3 separate regions of the Zea mays genome follow, and regions 2 and 3 are each linked to region 1. Evidence: chromatin contacts called from public Hi-C data. All regions are on one chromosome and are shown on one strand. Each heading gives the region's core, a stretch centred on a gene start, on an enhancer-like site or on the middle of the called end of the contact. The rest is flanking DNA. Distances are from core to core; before and after follow the strand shown. Region 1 holds the start of LOC103639593 (VAN3-binding protein). Region 2 holds the start of LOC100502213. Region 3 holds the start of LOC100276014.

Region 1 (4,471 bases), core at 980-3,479:
CGCAGCGAGCAGCAGAGCAGAGTGAGGCAGAGGACCACCACACCAGTACATGCACGCCGCCACACAGACTAGTATGCTGCTGCTGCTACTACTTACTACTACGCTGACCGACCGTATCCATTTGACCATGTTCCTGCTTCCTAGTGTGAGTGAGGATACTATAATATGCTGATGATCCTTGCTAAGTTTACTAAGATCTTGTTCGTTTCTATCGGATTGCACCCGAAATCGTTCTAGCTAATCAAAATTTATATAAATTAGAGAAGCAATCCGGTTACGAATCGTTCCGATCCACCAATCCGGCACAAACGAACAAGACCTAAGGGAGTCTATGTTGTGCTGATGATCCTTGTTGTGTTTACTAACAGAGTGAGTTTGATAAGAGCATCTTCAACAATAGCTCAAACTGAAAATATAGAGTGCTCTAGTACAAAAAGAAATTACTCCACAATGACTTATTTGATAAAACTTGATTAAAAAATTATAGGGCACTTTTTTAAGTGCATTAAATATACTTCACCATAGTGCGCTGCCCTATAGTTTAGATTTGAAGCTTTATCGTTGGAGAGTAGAATATTTTGTTGATTTTCTCAATCTATAAAATATATATTTATTTTAATATTATAGGACATTTATATAGTTGACGTGGCTGGATATGCTCTCTGAGTTTGCTAAGGGAGTCTATGCCATGCTAATGATCCTTCCTGAGTTTACTAACCCTGTCTTCGACTCAAGGACAAGGTTCTTGCACAAATGCACAGCCCAAGTAGCAAACAAACGAGTACTGCTACTACTATGTTTACTAAGGCAGGCAGGCAGGCTGACAGAGCATCAAACAGAGGGAGCAGCGGCCAGATGAGCAGCTCTTACGGACAGCGTGGTTGAGAAAGCCAGGAAGCAGCAGTCAGACAGACAGGTACAGGCATGCAGACTGATGTGCAGCATCGATCTCAGAAAAATTACTAAAACAAAAGAAAAGATGCAGGCATGCACCATATCTTCTAAGCCCAGCTGACCAGGCTAGAGCAGAGATTGGAGTACCAAATAAAAAGCGCACGGCAGTTAATTAATTAATTAATTAATTAATTAATTAATAATAAAATAAGCAGAATTTGTTCTGATTAAACTGAAAGAAACACGTCCATCCAGGTTCTAAACGTCCGAGAATGTTAGAAGAGGGAGACCTTGGTGTCGTCGATCTCCGGCGAGACGGGCGGGCTGTCGGAGAGCGACCCGCCGCAGTTGAGAGGCCCGCTGCTGTGGGAGAGCCGGCCGGAGGTCAGCGGCGCCACCTCCTGTGTCCAGCCAAGCCAAGCCAAGCAAGGAAATCAAATCAGTGAGCCTCAAACTCAGTGCCGCGGCCGTTGCTGGAACCAAAAAAAAAACAAAGATCGAGCGCGCGGCGCGCCACTGGAGGAGTAGGAGTGTAGGACATGAGTATCACACTTCACACGTTTGTCGGTTTTGTTTTTTTTTGGTGCAGGAGGAGAAAGGGAAAAACGGCGAGTTTTTTTTTTTTGTCTGGTTCTTGTTGTCCTCACCTGACTCTGACTCCTCTAGGAGTAGAGGCAGAGTCAGAGGCATCTGATGGTGGCATAGATTAGATTAGGTTAAACAGAGGCGGCGACGGCGGCGGCATAGCAATCGGCATGAAGAACAGACGGAGAAGACGGGAAATCGGCAGGAAAAAAATCTAAGGAGAAGCCTGGCTGACTCGGATTTGTTTTCTGTTTGTAAGAAAGACCGGATTTTTTTCTCCGTTTTTTATTATTATGAGAATGGATGAGGAAAAAAGTGGCGAAGGAGGCACACGCACGTACCACCGACGTCGGCGCCATGATCCGGTCCAAGACGAGCTGCGAGGTGGCGGCGGACGCGAAGGAGAAGGAGGACCCGGAGGCGGCGTCGAGCTCCCCGGCGACGTCCTCGGCGATGGCGGCCCCGGAGGCCAGCGCGGGCGCGAGCGCACGGGAGACGTCGTCGGCCGCGGACGACGACACGCTCCAGGAGCGGGACAGGAACTCCAGCGGGTCCCGCGGCGGCTCCGGCGGGCGGAGCGGGAGGTCCCCGTCGCCGCCGCCGCCCGGCCTCCTGGCCCTGGCGGCGCCCGCGTCGGTCATGGTGGGAGCCTGGACGGTTGCTTGCTCCGCGTGCGCGCGGTCGTGTCGCGCGTGGGGCTTACAGCGCGCGGGGGCTGTGGTGGCGAGTGGCGAGTGGCGAGGGGGAGCGGAGGTTGCTTTTGGGAAGCGGGGGGTGCGTTTTATAGTGAGAGTGTGAGACCGTGAGTGTGGTCTGTTGAGACTTGAGTGAGACCGCGAGTGGCGACTAGGCCAGCTTTACTTGTCCTTGTCTTGGCTTATTACACTTGAGTTGGGTGATGTCAGATGAACGAACGGGCGGATGATCCAAAAGTCCGGGTCGTTGATCAGCTTAGCGTCTCTCTGTTTTTAGGAAGTTTGTTGGGCTATTAATTAAAATAAAGGTGCTGGGAACGAAGGGAAGTCATTGTTGGTTGGGCTTTGTATTAGGATCAATGATCATTCTCTTATCCATGCTGATACAAGAATGGATGGTCGCGCTGGAGTATATGCATTACCCGTGTACAGGTGAAGGTAATATTAATTTAGATAATATATTAGGTATATATTTGTGCGTTGCAATAGATTGCAATAGAGGACGCATAGGTCATTGTTTAATGATGCTATCAAATATCAACTCAATAATCATAACAATTGTCAAAGTCTACCATTTCGAACAACCAAAATTTGGTTCAATGCCACTATTAAAATTCGACTCCTTTCCTACATCGCTCCAGACGATCCAACTCTAGGTTGGATGGTCCGTGATGGTGCAGGGTCGCCTTCCTCCTCACAGGAACTTAGATCTCGTCTACCGAAGAGAGAACTTTAGGTGCTCTAGGTCGATAGGTCACCCGAGACGTCCCTAAACGATGTAGAGTCGTCTAAGAATTAAAAAAATCAAGTCAAGGAAGAGATCTTGAGTGAAATGGCAAGATACTAGGATCATCTTGGGGTCGGCAGGCCACCCACGACGGATTTAGACGATGTAGAGTCAAATATGGGTGGAGGTGGATATGCGGAAAGCTACAACTAGAACACGCTACACCTACTCCTAGGGCATGTTTGTTAATGAAAGGTAGATAAAGTAAATTGGTTCGATTGAAATGTGTTTGGTAGTTCTCAATCGGTCGTACCCCTTTATATTTATAGTGGAGGAGGTCTAGACCTATTCTTAGGCTAGATCCAACAGATTCTCATGGATAGGTTAGGATAACCACACATGTGATAAGTACTCTCGCCCGTGCTAATCTGGTCGCGGGTGCACGGACCGTTCGAGCCATAGGGCACCAACCATCCGTGCCAGGTGCCAGATATGGTGCTCAACAATATATTATTGGTCAAAGTAAAAATAGTTTGACTTAGGACAAACTCAAAACGACTAAATTATGTGGATTGAGTTGCTATGAATTAACTTCTTCGACGCACTGGCCCACCACAACGACTGTCTCCTATCCTTGACTCATCACCTTGAATTGCTGACGACTGAAGTAAACCTTGAGTGGCCAAGTATTTGTTGCTCATGTATATTGAAGTAAACCTTGAATGATTGTGTGTTTGTTCTTGTTGTATGTTGAAGTAAATCTTGAATAATGGATGAATTAAACCTTTAATGTTTGAAGTAATAAACTGAATATTTGTTCGCGTTGTACTTTGAACTAAACCTTGAACGACCCAAGAATCTTGAATGTATGAATATTTGTTCATGTTGTACTCTGAAGTAAAACTCGAATACTCAACTAAACCTTGAATGGTTGAATATTTAGTTTTGCTTGTTACGGGCAGATCAGCCCCATTAATCATGTGTGGCTGGTGTCTGGTGCAGTTAGAGGTGACAATGTGCTCTAAATTTTACACTATAACATTTAAATATCAAATCGGATTAGGATTGGTTCCTATTTCTATTCAATTTTAAACTAAAATTTATTTTGGGCCTAACCATTTTATGAAAAGCATTTGGATGGCCCCTAGGTGCAGGGATGGACTAGTTTGATTGGATATTTTAGTATATGGCATGCACGCGGGTGACGACGGTTGCCAATGATGGCGCGCGCATGACGGACGACGGACAGAGGAACATTAGTTATGAGCCGTCATCCCCAATGACGATGACAATGTCCGGTAATTAGGTCTTGTTTGGCTTGGGGTGACTAAAGTTTAGTAACTAAAGTTTAGTTATTTTTATGCCCCGTTTGGTTTGGTGTGACTAAAGTTTAGTTACTTTTAGTCTCTAAAGAAGCAAATATAGTGACTAAAGTGGGGTGACTAAACTTTAGTTCTTTAGTCACTAAGGGAGTGACTAAAAGAGACTAAGTAGTATTTTTACCTTATTTGTCCTCTCCACTTTCTTCTTATAACAAACATCCATGAATTAATAGAGGTAAACTAGTCAT
Region 2 (4,471 bases), core at 917-3,416, 400 kb before region 1:
AACGCACTTGTATCTTCTGGTATAGTTTGTGTGTCAGTAAATGGTGGTTGTGCTGCAAGCCCATCATGTGACTCAAGCATAACATGGTTCTCAGCACCTCCTGAATCTTTGTGGTGACGTAGGCTCTTAGTTGCCCCACCTTGTTGTATTTGATCTGCAAGTTCTGTTGTGTCTGTTGTATCTGTTTCATTAACATTAAGGTTCATAGTAATTCCATTTTCAGACCGATTTGTCACTTCTGAAGATTGCACATTGGTTTTTCCTGATATAGAACCAATAGGTGCCAATGGTGTCAGGTCACTACAAAATTGGTTGTACTGCTGATTGAGCTTCAACCTTTTATTTGGTCCTCCACTATGTTCAGACAGACTATTAAAGCGTGAATATTCACCAATGCTGGAAGCTTCAAGCCTTATCTTTTCAGATGGCAGCCTTGGCTGATTGGAAGAAAAATCTGCATTCTTTGTAGCAACAGCGGACAAAGGTCTTTTTTGACCTTTTAGTTCATTTTCTTTAGCAGCTATCTTATGGCGCAAGATTTCTAACCTATGATCTTCAGAATGTACTCCTACCCCATTTTGAACTTTCTGTTTAGACTTTAGAGGATTAACTTGGCGGACAGGCAGCTCTTTCCTGAAAAAGGTATTACCTGATGCCCTGCCGGCCCCAACATTTCTATGTGTGAATGGAAAAGCAGGCAAGTGTGCAGGACCTACTTTTGAACCAAGGTTTTTCTGCTGAGATACTTCCTCTCTCATGATCCTAGTTTGCATACTGTTCCCTGTTCTCTGTGTACCTTGAGAGCTAGCCTTCCTAACTTTATCTCGCCCTGTCTTCCCAGAGTCTGCCCCACTATCATCATCTGAGAAAGTTATCAGAAGGTTATCACTTGACACAGGCTTCTGCCATGAAAGATTCCGGTTAGTGCCAGGTTTGAATTGCCCCTGATTCACCCTCATGATCTTCTTGTAACTTGGAGCAGACGCTTTATGATTCAGAGCATTTGAGACAATCAAGGTGTTACTGCCTATTAAGTCAGAGAATAAGAGGTATCAGGTAACGCAGCCAGATCAGTAAAGAAGCAGGCCATCAATACATGGAAGGAAACTGGCATAAAACATGAAACACAGGATCGCTAATCACCTTTACCGAGGAGACTTGCCGATGGCACTTGAGATCCAGCCTCCACAAACTTCCCAAGAATGGATGCGGCACCTAGCTGAGTTTGCAGAGTCTGTTCGAAGCAATTTAATGAGTATGATAAGCGACAAATGTTGCAAATCTAAGCTCACGTATCGGCAATAAATGCATTGGTATGTTCATACATAGGTACATAACACAAAAGGGTGACAGATATGCAATCATGTATGTACATGCTAAATATGAGAAATCGATAAATGCAGTGCATAAATAGATCAATCAGAATCTCACAGCACTTAAAGCGCCAGTCATGTACACCGTACAGTACCCAAACCAACAACACCGACTTGGCAACTACAACTTCAAGGCAGCTCAACCATAACAGCAGAATCAGATCGCATTTAAGCCCTAGATGGTTGTCATAGTCCTAACTCCTAAACACCGAACAACGAGCTTCTAAGCATGCATCCAATCCCATTCCCATACTGGAAGCCCTCTTCCGGTCGCTGCCAGGTCTTAGAGCCACAGCCAGTGCCACAACAGCGCGTCCATCCCCCAACAATTCGCCAAGCTACAAATCAAGCACGCTTCATCAGAACACCTAAGCAAGGAAGCATCCAGCACCGCCAATCCAAGTTCGGTACCCTAGCCGCGGGACGAGTCAAAAGCGTCAACGGCAAGCAACTGTAGAGCGGACGCGATAGAGCTGAAGCAGCTAGATCCGGGGACGAGCGAGCGAGCGCGGGTCGAGAAGGCGCGAGAGCTCACCTCGTCGTCGTCGGCGCCGGAGGAGAGCTCGCCTTCTTCGCGCACCCTCGCAACCGCTGTCACCGGCGGCGGAGGAGGAGGAGGAGGAGGAGGAGGAGGACGACGATGCGGGACCGCGCTAGGGTTCTGCGAGGCGGCGGGCGCGGGTTTCGAGCCCGTCATGGGAGGGAGGAAGCGAGGCGACGGTTTTGGCGACGCGGCCGCGTCGTTTTCGCCGCGTGCCGTCGCGCCCTCGTCCTCCGAGAACGGAAAGGGTAGGGGAAAGCAGCTACGATTTTTTTTTTGTCGTAGGCGCCGAGATCCTGACCGGTGGGGCCCGCAAGTATGGAGAGAGCCAGAGAGGGCGGCGGCGTGGCCCCGTGGGCGCGAGAGGGATTCCAATTCCCACGTTTTTTGTCTGCGGGGCCGTCGGATTTTCGGGGCTCACGCTATAGGTTGCCAAACGGGCCGGGCTATATGGGCCAGCACGAAACACGACTATTTTAATATGACACGAACACAGCACGTGTAACGCCCCGAATTTTTGCAGTTGAATTTTTTTTCTTTTCTTTACTCGCCAAAATTCGGGCGTTACCTTTTCTTTTTCTTTTTCCCTCGCTAAACCTTGACCTTTTCCAAAGTTCTAGCGGGATTCGGTTTGGAATTCCCGTATGTATAAAAACCCTAAATACTTTATGTTGTTTGATGCACCATGCCGAACCTTGCATTTCTTTTGATTGCTTTGAAAGTGCAAATGCATTCATGTAGAAAGATCGGATTTCGAAAATGTTTTCTTTCTCTTTTCTTTCTCTTTTCTCTCTCTCTTTCTCTCTCCTTTTTTTTTCTCTCTCTCCCGCGCCGTGGGCCGACCCCGGCCGGCCCAGCCGCCCCCTGGCGCCCCCCTCTTGGGCCTAGTAGGCCCAGCCGCCCCTCCCCCTCTTTCCCTTATCCCCTAACCCTCTCCCTCTCCCCCCTCATTTTCTCCCTCCCCACCCAAGCCGCCGCCCCCTACCCGCCCCCTGCCCTAGCCGCCGCCCCTGCCTAGGCCGCCGCCCCTCCCCGTCGCCGTTCGGCCGCCCCGCTCGGCCGCCCCGTCCCCGTCGCCGGTGAGCTTCCCCCTCCCCCTCTCCTCCCTCCCCCATCCCCTCCCCCCTTTCCCCATGGCCGGTTCGGCCGCCTCCCTGCCCGCCGGTTCGGCCGCCCCGCCCCCCGGCTCGGCCGCCCCCTGCGCCGCCTCCCTGCCCGCCGGTTCGGCCGCCCCTGCGCCCAGCGGCTCGGCCGCCCCGCCCCCCTGCTCGGCCGCCCCCCTGCGCCGCCCGCGCCCGCGCCCCGCCTAGGGCCGGTTCAACCGCCCTAGGGCCGGTTCAACCGCCCCCCCCCTTCTGTTTTTTTATTTTTTTTTATTTTATTTTATTTACTTTCTGTGATCATAATTACTGTATTTTAAGTAGGCTAATCACTGTTTATGCTATGGGAAATAGGAAGTTTAATTTAAAATTCCGTTATGCTATTGATTCACGTAGTTAATTGTTTACCCTGTGCAATGTTGATCAACTAAAAGTGATTAGGTTTCCATCAGTATATATAAATATATGTAACAGAATTCTTTTGTTAAGAACCATTTGTAAGTGATCGTTAGTGCATAAGATTTAACCCCCCTGCGAGACCTTTCCCGTTTCTTTCTAACCATAACAAATGCGTTATCGAATGTCATACTTGATGCATATTCGCTTTATTTGTTATCTTGTATGGTGTACTGTTCTTTTGTATTAAATATGTGGATGTATGTATGTATGTTTGCGCTCGCATAGAGAACGATCCGGTCGAAGAGCCCGAGGAACCCGCAGGAGAAGCCCCTGAGCAGCAGTCGTTTGGTGGAGGCAAGTGTCCTTTGACCTATCTATGTCCTATTCATTCTTTAATTCACCTCCCGCATTACACATTTATACCTAAGGATTGACTAGCTTTTGTTATCCATGTCCTTGTTTACCTATTTGGGTCGGATTATTACTACTTAGTCTGATGCTATTGCTCAACTCTAATCAATGAACATGATGTGATTATCTATGATACGCTGTTTTCCCGTTCTTCTTTATGATATACTTGTGGTTTTCAAGGGGACTCGAGCGGTTTCTCGAGTGCCTCTCCGTAAGGACCTGTTCTATGGATGACCGCCCGGGAAAACAGTGCAACCATGAGGGTGGAATGGGGTACCCTTAGCTGAATAATTAGAGGATCCGGGGTGTAGTTCACTTAGCCGTCGTGCCGTCAATGGGGCTCGGTGTATGCGGCTCGCTCTGCCAAGTTTGGGTTCGCCCCTTGGGGAGGAGTGCGGTGCATTTAGGAAACCTAACGGGTGGCTGCAGTCCCGGGGAATCTTTGTAAAGGCTTCGTAGTGATGCCCTGCTGGATCACCTTGGTAGTGATCAATGGAGAGTCATGATCTCCGGGCAGAATGGGAATCACGGCTTGTGGGTAAAGTGCACAACCTCTGCAGAGTGTTATGAAACTGATATATCAGCCGTGCTCGCGGTTATGAGCGGCCAAGGGAGCTCCAATGATTAGTGGTACTTGATCAGAGACA
Region 3 (4,471 bases), core at 1,436-3,935, 400 kb after region 1:
CTTCTCTGGTTGCTGCTTCTGCTGTCTACGCGGTCAGGCTCACTGTCAAGAGAGCTCCCTCTGGACCGACGCCCTCAAGCACCACACTGTTGTGTACCAGGTGCTCGGAGGAGCGACCCGCGAAGGGCAGCGGCAGCTGGTCTTCACCTGTTGGTTCAGTGCCGGCTGGAGGGCAACCAAGAGCAGGTTAGTATAGCACTATAGCCTACCGTGTAGTTTATTGACACATATTTCTATCTGTCGCTTGAAACATTTTCATCAATTTGATTGCTCTATTCAGTTATCCTTGTCTTCGCGCTGTCAGTATTTTGTTTGATAGTTCATCATTTGAATCTGATTTCATAACTACGAAGTGCATGTGTAGTTCATAGTTACAGACATGCACTAGGCCAAGAATGCTAGCTAGCCAGACATTAGCGGGCAATGGTGGAGCATTAACTGTTGGTCCAAATGAACAGATGGTTAAAATTAAGTGGCTTAAGTGACTGATATACAAATCCAATGGTCAAAATTTTAGAACTCAACGATAAACTGATAACTCTAAAATAGCAAAAATGTGCAAATACAATAAGTTTACAATAATGGAGTTTGGTCATCAGATATTGGGTGGACATTTATAAATAAGCCAGCGACAGTTAACGCGAGATAATCAAATGAAGTGTATATATCTAGCTGTAACTAATTTGCATAATTCTATTATGTATTTTAAAAGCTACCTTTCTTTTCTATTTTGCTTTTACTTTATTTCTTCACTCCTTCCAATAATAGGATGCTAGCTCTTTGATACTTTGTTGGTTACTATAGGAATACTACAGGCATTACATATATTGGCAATGTCACTTGATAATTGTATATTGCTACCTACACTTGTAACTGAGCCTAATTTATTTATTCGCCATGAAAGCTAGCATCGGTGGGATCAAAATGAATTGATGAACACATCGCTGCCTATATGATTGCAAAAAAAAGTAAAATTAAACTAGATCGACCAAATTCTCATTAGCCCTGTAGTTTAACTATTTGAGGAGTCAAGTTGGTTCTCTAGAGAAACCTTCAGTGTCTGTGCTGTTCAGATCCCCATGCATCTAGCCAGCTTAAGATACCAGAAAAAAATACTTATACCTAACATTGATATCTTAAACATGAACACATCTATCGTGCTCAGATAGAGTACACACACCAACGGTGCATAATTATCTTTTGGAAGTGTGCCCTTTTTCTCATGTTGGGCTTCTCGAGTCTATTATTCAGACAATGGATCCACTACAATTGAAATTGCTCTGAAGATTGCATTTCGTAAATTTTCTCTTGATCATGGAATTATGGCCAGTAGTGAAAATAGTACAAGAAATGAAAGAAACATTAAGTTGAAGGTATGTTATGGCCATACTAAACATCCTTTGTCTTCGTTGCTTAATCATTGACTGAACTACTAAACAATTCATAGTCAGAGAATGTTTTATGTTTATTCTTCACCACCATCAACCTTGGTTGATCACCATAGCCCTGTGTTTATCTCATTTATTATATTTCATATGTAATTTAGTATTTACAGGGGACAAATTAATATAAATATTGTGTAATTAACTGTAAATGCTCATTTTGTGCATTCTAATATATTCTTAATGATTCCTTTCTAGGTACTTGTTCTAAATGGTTCCTATCATGGTGATACTCTGGGTGTTATGGAAGCTCAAGCTCCATCGTCTTATACATCTTTTTCTTCAGTAGCCATGGTAATGAATTTGAATACTGTAGTTACTATAATCAATGTTTTTTTGACTTCTCTACTCTTTTAGTCATCTTTTCTATTACTTCATTGTGTTGATTGTGTTGGTGTTTATACTCTTCTTCAGTGGTTCTCTGTGCCAACTGCGGTCTTTTTTGTACCAGCCTTCTCTTTGGTAGCCTAATAGGATTTTCTTTCTACTTTTTGTGGAGAATTTAGTAAGACTTGGCTGCACTCTTTTTTACAACCACCTATCTTACTCTTGGTTATCATATCAGTAAGTAAAGTTGAGATCAATATCATGAGGCTTCTTTTATAGATATTCAGGTTAGGTACTTTTTAGATCCTCCAAGCTCCAACTGTATATATTAAACGTGACGTCTACAATATTTCTTTGCCCCTATTCCCGAAGAAGAAGCCTATGCCGTCGCACCACGCCCCAATCTTCGCTCCGGCCATGGCCCTCACCATGCCTGCACACGACCCCGAAGACGAGAGGTACATATTATTTATAAGACTTCATCTAATTAAATGGTGTAGTTGTGTGGTTGAAATGCCCCGCAATCTTTTTAGAGATAATTTTATTGATTTGTCTGTGTTCATCAAAATCATACTGTCTGACTATTTTACCATTTCGTCTTGTGCTAATTGGCATTGGTACCTTAAGACATTGCTTTGTTATTGACTTTCTATCAACATGTCATTTTCTCCTCACATCCAAGATTCAAGCCACAGATGAATCCGGCAAGCAAGTATGGAGCGCAGTTAGAATCAAGAACATCAACAATTCCCAACCTTTAAGGTTACAACTAATTGTCTCTATAAAATTCTAGAGGCACCATAATATTGATTAACAACATAACATGGTCACATATGTAATTATTGCACTATTTTTTCTCGTTGCAACGTACGGTATTTACCTAGTTCTATTATAATACTCGTAGGTCCACGTTCAGAGGCGGATCTGCGCGGCCCAGTTACTACAGCGAATAGGCGGCCCATCAGGTCACGTTCCGTCCCGACGTAGAGTCGCCAGTCCTCCCACAATCTCCAGCCGCCACTACGCCTCCCTCTAGCTCCAGCCGCCACTACGCCGGTCGCAGAGTCGCCAGCTGCCTAGACGCCCGGAGGCCCGCGGGCGCTCCCTCCTGGGCTGCTGGCCTCCTTCACATTATTGGAGCCAGAGGAGCGGGCGGCGGCTTGCACTCCATCCCATCGCTTGGGTGCGTCGCCCCGAATCCAATCGCCTGGTCAAGTCTGTTGCTGCCGGAGGTAGACGGACGCCTTATCGTGCTCGTGGCCGCAGCTAGCGCGCCGGAGCCACAGCTGGAGCGCTCGCCGGCGACGAGTCGCCGCCCCGCAAGGAGCCTACGCAGGCACGCACCGCCACGTCTAGGCGCCAGGCGGAGACGGTAGGTAGCTAGCTTGCTTTCCTCGCTTCCTCTTGCTGCGTGCTGAAGTATTGATCTGCTGACTACTGTTGTCTGTTGATATTTGGAAGATGTGGACATGGGGATTGGTAGATTGGAGACAACAGGCGACTTAATGTGCAAGATAAATTTGCTTGCAGCTTTTTTATTTTATTTTAATATTTATTATTAATTATGTATTTTAAAAAATATAAAACGTATCTACATATCGGAAATGTTTAGAAAAATGCCGTATCCGTGCTGCATAGTTGGGCGAGCCGGTCGGACCAACGAGGTCCCGTTCTGCGTTGGGGGTTGGGGGGACTCTGTTGTGCTTTTGATGCACAGCTCTCCTGCATACTTGAGATTTTCCTTTTTTTTGTTCAATAGTCATGCTAGCTGCTTATTTTTGGTTCAGTAGTTGCCTGACTTGATGAGGCCTAGGTGACTTCATGGATGTTGAGATGTTGCAATTTACTTGCATTCATCAATAGAGCGGCACAGAAGGCCCATGTGTTGGTTGGATGGGTCCTCTGCTATCTCTTGGAACTATCATATTTTGGGCCTAGTTCTTTCAATTTGTTGATAAATAAGTTTTATTTGTACGTCAACTGGTGAGTTTTATATTCTTTCCTGTCATCTTCTTGTAATATGTTTTACCACTTCCTGCAAAAAAAACATGTATTTTTACCGCTTTACTGGCGCAATTTAAACATCATTGCACTGAAGTTTTCTGGCCACATTTTATTATTATGTTGGTATCTTGTTCTAATCTATTGTCTATGTGCATATTATTGATGAAAGCGATTTCTTATACCTTTTCAGTTATTACCACAACATTAAAGGAGATGCCTTCACTCCAGAAAGCATTGCCTCCAGAACTTGCTGATAATGTGCTCAGGGTAACGTTTCTTTTGCACCTTTTGCTTTTTGCTGTGGTCTCCTTGTATTATGGGTCACGGCCAACTTTCAAATCAACTTGTACTGTTGTACTGTTAATGAATAGTCAGTCATCAGGCTTCATTCATTTGCATCAGTTACCCTAAATTCTAGCTTCAGCTTTTCCAGAAGACACATCTAATATGCACCCTGTAGCCTAGTTTTTTGTTACTTTTATTAAAAATTGTCATGAATGAAACAAAACAAAATCATAGTCGATGCTGGAGAAAAAACATTTTTTTTCCATTTATTGTTCTCTCCTTTTTCATGATGTAGTTATATCGTGAATGCTTACGGAGGGCGAAGTATATTGGCCATCAGGTATGCATATTTTTATCTGAAAATTTACCATTGCTCTCCACCATGAAGTTGTGATTTTTTTAATAATAGACTG

Evidence for each region. Hi-C and Micro-C count contacts between places; a contact is called where the count stands out from the background.
Region 2: a Hi-C map of tassel shows a contact between it and region 1, with 2.6 times the contacts expected there. The contact joins the promoter of LOC100502213 here to the promoter of LOC103639593 in region 1. A contact is called at or near these places in 2 of 25 Hi-C or Micro-C datasets (ear and tassel).
Region 3: a contact with region 1 is called in a Hi-C map of tassel, with 2.2 times the contacts expected there. The contact joins the promoter of LOC100276014 here to the promoter of LOC103639593 in region 1. A contact is called at or near these places in 4 of 25 Hi-C or Micro-C datasets (ear, leaf and tassel).

The regions. Positions count from the first base shown.
Region 1 is chr1:153,456,751-153,461,221 of Zm-B73-REFERENCE-NAM-5.0, reverse strand. It overlaps LOC103639593 (VAN3-binding protein), which reads right to left and starts at 2,229. Exons shown (of 7, transcript XM_008662325.4): 1 at 1,821-2,229; 2 at 1,185-1,295. The coding sequence starts at 2,120.
Region 2 is chr1:153,861,123-153,865,593 of Zm-B73-REFERENCE-NAM-5.0, reverse strand. LOC100502213 reads right to left here and starts at 2,166. Exons shown (of 9, transcript NM_001363234.1): 1 at 1,909-2,166; 2 at 1,144-1,234; 3 at 1-1,027. The coding sequence starts at 2,070.
Region 3 is chr1:153,059,800-153,064,270 of Zm-B73-REFERENCE-NAM-5.0, reverse strand. LOC100276014 reads left to right here and starts at 2,685. Exons shown (of 6, transcript XM_035964112.1): 1 at 2,685-2,952; 2 at 3,036-3,145; 3 at 3,964-4,040; 4 at 4,354-4,398. The coding sequence starts at 3,987. It also overlaps the pseudogene LOC103644966.